Regions from separate parts of the Mus musculus genome. Here region 2 is linked to region 1. A link is a contact called in public Hi-C data. All regions are on one chromosome and are shown on one strand. Each heading gives the region's core, a stretch centred on a gene start, on an enhancer-like site or on the middle of the called end of the contact. The rest is flanking DNA. Distances are from core to core; before and after follow the strand shown.

Region 1 (2,813 bases), core at 252-2,751:
CTTATTTAGTTTTTATTCATAATCATAAACTTAACTTTGCAATCCAGCTAGACTTGAAGGGGAAATGAGGAAAATATGGAACCCAAAGAACTTCAGTGAGAGCAGAGATGACAGGACATTGCGAGCAGATGGGGTAGGGACGCTCTCCTGAGCTACAGAAGGAATGGTTTGATGGGTAAAACGCCCGCACGTCAAAAGAAATTAGAGTTGTCCACAGTCAGAAATGGTGATCTTCTTGCTGGTCTTGCCATTCCTGGACCCAAAACGCTCCATGGCGTCCACAATGTTCATGCTTTCTTTCACCTTCCCAAAGACCACATGCTTGCCATCCAGCCATTCAGTCTTGGCAGTGCAGATAAAAAACTGGGAATCGTTTGTGTTTGGTCCAGCTTTTGCCATGGACAAGATGTCAGGACCTGTATGCTTCAGGATGAAGTCCTCATCCTCAAATCTCTCTCCATAGATGGACCTGCCGCCAGTGCCATTATGGCGTGTAAAGTCACCACCCTGGCACATGAATCCTGGAATAATTCTGTGAAAGGAGGAACCCTTATAGCCAAATCCTTTCTCTCCAGTGCTCAGAGCTCGAAAGTTTCCTGCTGTCTTTGGAACTTTGTCTGCAAACAGCTTGAAGGAGACGAGGCCCAAGGGCTCGTCATCATCAGCAGTGATGTCAAAGAACACGGTGGGGTTGACCATGGCTGCAGCAAGCGGCGAAAAGCGACAGTGGCGTCTGCAAAGCCTAGCACTTGTATTCTTATGTGGATCTCTGATGGCGCTGAAAACGATAGTCTGAGCCAGGCATGGTGACACACACTAGTTACCCCAGCACTTGGAAGTTAGATGCAGGAAGATTATGAGTTCCATGCCAGCCTGGGTTACATACTAAAAACTCTGTTCCAAAAGAAAAAGAAAAAAATCAGAGCTGTCGTCACTCAATAAAACATGGGAGACACTGACGGGTTTCTCTTCATTTTTCCTGGCTATCGTCCAGCTCTTATCATCCCTCCTTAGCCAAACTATTTTTACCTCTCGGTTTAGTCTTAACTAAAATTAAAGTTTCCCTGGGATCCTGTGCTAAATTAAACAACACATCCCTGCTTTTTCTTATGACAGTCTGAGTTGGGCTTGGGACTCCCAACCGAAACAACTCTGACATGTATAGATACTGAGCCTGAGCAGTGTTTCCTCACATACCTAGAATATGGAAGCGAGCAAATTATCTCTGCCTCCTGGTTGGAGCTATGACTTAGGTTATTCTTCGGAGAGTGAACCATGCAGGCAGAACATGGCCTGTTGCTCTGAAGAGCCTGAGACCACAGACAGGAGCTTGGGGGAGGGGGGAGGGGCACAAGCAGACACTGAGGCATGCAGAAGCCTCTGAAGCCCACTTCCCCAGGCTCATTCCCCCAGCGTGGGAACTGCCATGCCCTTCCCAGAGGATCAAATGCAGGGCTCCGGCAGTGATGGAAGAAGAGGGTCAAACAGCTCAGCTTCTTCCCAAAGCTGATGAATATTTTTAGGAGTGAGTGGAACTCATTAGTACCGTGACATTCCCAGTGTGGGTCTAGTCACCACTCTGCCTGTGGCCTTTGATGCTGGCACACCACAGCTGTTCTTACATGTCTACTCTGAGAGTGAGATCAGACACCTAGTCCTCCCCCGCAAGCCATCGCATGTTAGCCTGTCTCTTCCTCTGCAGGCTCCCAGAGCCTCCAGACTTGCCTTCCCCCCAACCCCACCCCCACATAACTCAGAGGGGATTTTCTTTTCTCTGTCTTGTATTTCCACAGCTTCATAAAACTCTACAGGATTAAGGGATTTCAGACACCGGTGCCATATTATACAACTTATTAAATAATTAATCATCTAAGCCTCAGCCTACATTCAAAGACGTGGAATGGGCACAAGGACAATGGGTCTTATTGGATAATGGATCCAATAAGACCCATTACGGGGCACCACAGATACTGACACTCTCCAGAGGAAGGAAGCCCCCACAGCCAAGTTGTGGGTATGCTGCTCAGAGTCACACTTGTGACAGAATTTGGTACCTGGATGCTGAGTCTCTGCACATAAGAAAGCAAAATGCCTTCCTTCCTTTGACTTCTGTGCACATCAGAAACATGAACAAACTAAGCAAGACAGAGTGAAGTCTCCGTAGCAGGGACATCTGATTTCCTACCTGGACCAAATCCAGGTGCCCAGGCCTCCCAATCAGTGGGGCCTGGCAGGGCTGTGGTGAACTTTCATGATTAGTTGCTGATTCTTACTGCTGTCAACACTTACTTAAGGATAATAATAATTCTCTCTTGGTTGTTGGTGATCTTTTGCTATTTGGTGGGGTTTTTTTTCCCTCTATTTTATTTATGAACCAAGATTTTGCATAAAACTTTTAGCAAGTTGTGACTGTTTTAAACAAGAATTATCTGTGAAACAGTACCTTGGAGATTTTGTAAGTTTTAAGAAATTTGGTCAGATGCCCCTCAACAGAAGAATGGATACAAAAAATGTGGTACATTTACACAATGGAGTACTACTCAGCTATTAAAAAGAATGAATTTATGAAATTCCTAGGCAAATAGTTGGACCTGGAGGGCATCATCCTGAGTGAGGTAACACAATCACAAAAGAACTCAAATGATATGTACTCACTGATAAGTAGATATTAGCCCAGAAACTTAGTATATCTGAGATATAAGAGACAATTTGTAAAACACATGAAACTGAAGAAGAACAAAGACCAAAGTGTGGACACTTTGCCCCTTCTTAGAATTGGAAACAATCACCCATGGAAGGAGTTACAGAGACAA
Region 2 (2,740 bases), core at 56-2,555, 310 kb after region 1:
CCTTTCTCAAAAAACAACCAACCAAACAAACAAACAAACAAAGAAATCAGTAGAAAGCAACAGGTTAAAAGATAACCTAAGTCTACCTTTAGCATGTGTAAACACCCACGCTAATACGTACACACAGACCACACACACAAATAAAGACTTAACAAAAGCCCAGTAACTAAGTATAACTTTTTATTGGAGAAAAATGTAATAAAAGACAGACACAATGATACAGACTCTGATCCCAGAAGAAACAACACATTGACACAGGTTAGATCAAAGAAAGCCATTAGGAAACCGACGAATGAGAAGCCTTTCCTAGCTTCTTTATAAAGATTCATTAGTGTTAGGATTCATTATAAACTAAGGTTTAATGAACCAAGTTTTTAAAACGGAAGATTGGGCCTTAGTCCTGCCAAACATCCGTTAAATCCGAATTTGTTCGGAGCACAACTGAGTTGAGTGAAGGAAGATCTGGGATCCTACACTAAATGCTGAATCTTGAAAATAAAAATGTAAACATTCTAATTTAACGAATTAGCTAATTGAATTTTACTGCGACTACTGGCTGCTTTCCAGCAAGTGTATGAGTGAGATACAAATTTACTTCATAGTAAATTCGAATGTATACGCAAGCCAAGCCTCATTTACTGAGGGGTCAGGACTGCCACAGTTTCCCTGAAAGGAAGAAAGCATCCCTTTCTACTTCAAACCAAAACACTAAAGGCCCTGGAACCCTTGGGAAGGCCGTGAAGACTGTTTCCCGTGCCTTGTCCCTTGGCTGAGTCTTGAGGAATCAGCTATCTACCTGTTATAGACAGTTTTTATCAATTTGACCCAAATTTAGCCATACCCTGCAAAAGAGAAACTCAATTTTAAAATTACTGGCCTGTGAGCATGTCTGTGGGACATTTGCTTAATTGCTAATCCCCGTAGAAGAGCCCAGACCACCAGAGACAGTAACATCTTTGGGCAGGTGGGCTTGGGTTATATAAGAAAGGTATGAACTGAGCAAGCCAGAGGGGAAAGACCAGTACACAGGTTTGTATTTCAGTTCCGGCCTCCAGGTTCTCCTGCCTTGGCTTCCCTCAGAAGTCAAGGTGCTGATTACAGCAATGGAAAAGCAAGCTAGAACACTAGCTATCTCCCTCTCTGGACTTGGTTGAGAAATTTTACGACAGCCCTTAGCAACACGGCTGGCAAATGACTTTTACATGACAGGAATAAAAAGCCAGTCTTCACAAAGTCCAGTAACGGTCAACAAGAGACACTCCTCGCAAGCCGAAGATGAACCTGGCGTGTACAGCAGATGACCAACAGTGACGTCATTCACAGCTGCTCTGGTTCAAGTCTAGCAGCCAGAGCCCAGCACTGTGATTGCTGAGTCTTGCCTTCTGGTCCACATTTAGAGGGGAAACAGTGCCTCCCAGAGGCCAACATGAAAGAGCAGCAGTCAACGTAAGACAAATGGCAGGAGAGGGAACAGACATCTGCCAGAATGGAATCACTTAATATTATGGTCCAGGTTATGCCCTCCATGGGGATGGTCTCCCATCCTAGTACTAACTAAGCCGGAGCCTGCCTAGCTTCCAAGATCATATGTGATTGGGCATGCTCGGGTGGACACAAGCACAGACTGTGGGAATCATTTCTACAAAGTTGAAGCGTGTCGTTTCATTTTTATTTAAAATGTGAAGGTTCCTTTTTACTGTTCACTCTTTCTTTTGTCAGTGTCATCTGTCCCATGGGCTTCCAACCTATTAGTCACAATGTACTGCAGTTCTGTCACCTCACCCTGGATTCGAACTTGAGGAAAAAACAAATCAGCTCTGATGACCTCTGGCTTCAGTTTTAAGCTAAAAGTAGCTGAGGTAGTCTGTATGGGAAAGTAAAAGCAAAGCTGTATTGAACATCTCAGCATATGCTGGCCTTGGGCTAAGTGTGATGCACAGCCTGCTACTTCTCTTTTAAGACAGCTTATATGAATGACAGCTCAAAAGAGCTGGTCTGGGCTAAGCTTTAGGCCACTGGAAAACCCAACTTGAGAGACCAAGAGGGCAGGAAGTCAGTCTCAATCTCTCCTTGTTCCCAAGGGTTCTGGCATGGTCACTTAGCTCTGAGACACTATAGAGACAACTGAGGAAATTCTCTGTCTAGGTGGATCCCTGATCCTACTGGTTAGTTCTCCCATTTCACAAAGATGATAGTTTAGCTGGGAAAGTAAGTGAAGTGAAGATGGTCATTGGAAGCAGCCAATAACTAGAGGCTGAAGTGGAAAAGCAAGGGGGTGGGGAACAGGGTGCAGGCCAGATGGAGAAATCCCCCATCAAACCTTGGTCCTTGTGCTCTGTCACCTGTCACAGTTACTTACTGCCCTTCTTCAATCATTTCCTTCTCCATGAAAAGGGCTGAGGGCTACAGACACAGCTCACTGGTATAGTAATTGCCTGGGATGTGGGAAGCACATGTTTGATCCTCAGTTCCCAGAAAACAACATGTCAAAGATGAAGCCAGACATAGTGGCTCATAATTATCATTCCAGCACTTAGGAAGCTGACACATGAGGATTATCACAATCTTAAGGCCTACAAAAGAATTCCCATCCAGGCTGGACCACAGTGACACCTTGTCTCAAAACACAAAGAAATAGACAGAAAAGGAGAAAGCAGGTAAGTTGGGGCAGCTGAGGGAGGCAGTCTACATGAAGAGCTCAGGACAGAAGTCAGGAGTAACTAGAAATGATACCAATTAG

Evidence for each region. Hi-C and Micro-C count contacts between places; a contact is called where the count stands out from the background.
Region 2: a contact with region 1 is called in a Hi-C map of muscle stem cells, with 3 times the contacts expected there. The contact joins two enhancer-like sites. A contact is called at or near these places in 3 of 484 Hi-C or Micro-C datasets (the G1E-ER4 cell line, embryonic stem cells and muscle stem cells) and 1 of 9 other capture datasets (embryonic stem cells).

Annotation. Positions count from the first base shown.
Region 1 is chr5:91,806,375-91,809,187 of GRCm38.p6, forward strand. It overlaps the pseudogene Gm5558. Among named protein-coding and RNA genes, the nearest start is that of 1700063O14Rik, 40 kb to the left of the region's middle. Within about 2 kb of position 1,502, at least 24 of the 459 cell types and tissues checked have an H3K27ac peak or open chromatin away from gene starts, as enhancers often do. A contact at or near this core is called in muscle stem cells, where this site is marked.
Region 2 is chr5:92,116,671-92,119,410 of GRCm38.p6, forward strand. It overlaps a transcript of G3bp2 not described here. Among named protein-coding and RNA genes, the nearest start is that of Uso1, 20 kb to the right of the region's middle. Within about 2 kb of position 1,306, at least 76 of the 459 cell types and tissues checked have an H3K27ac peak or open chromatin away from gene starts, as enhancers often do. A contact at or near this core is called in muscle stem cells, where this site is marked.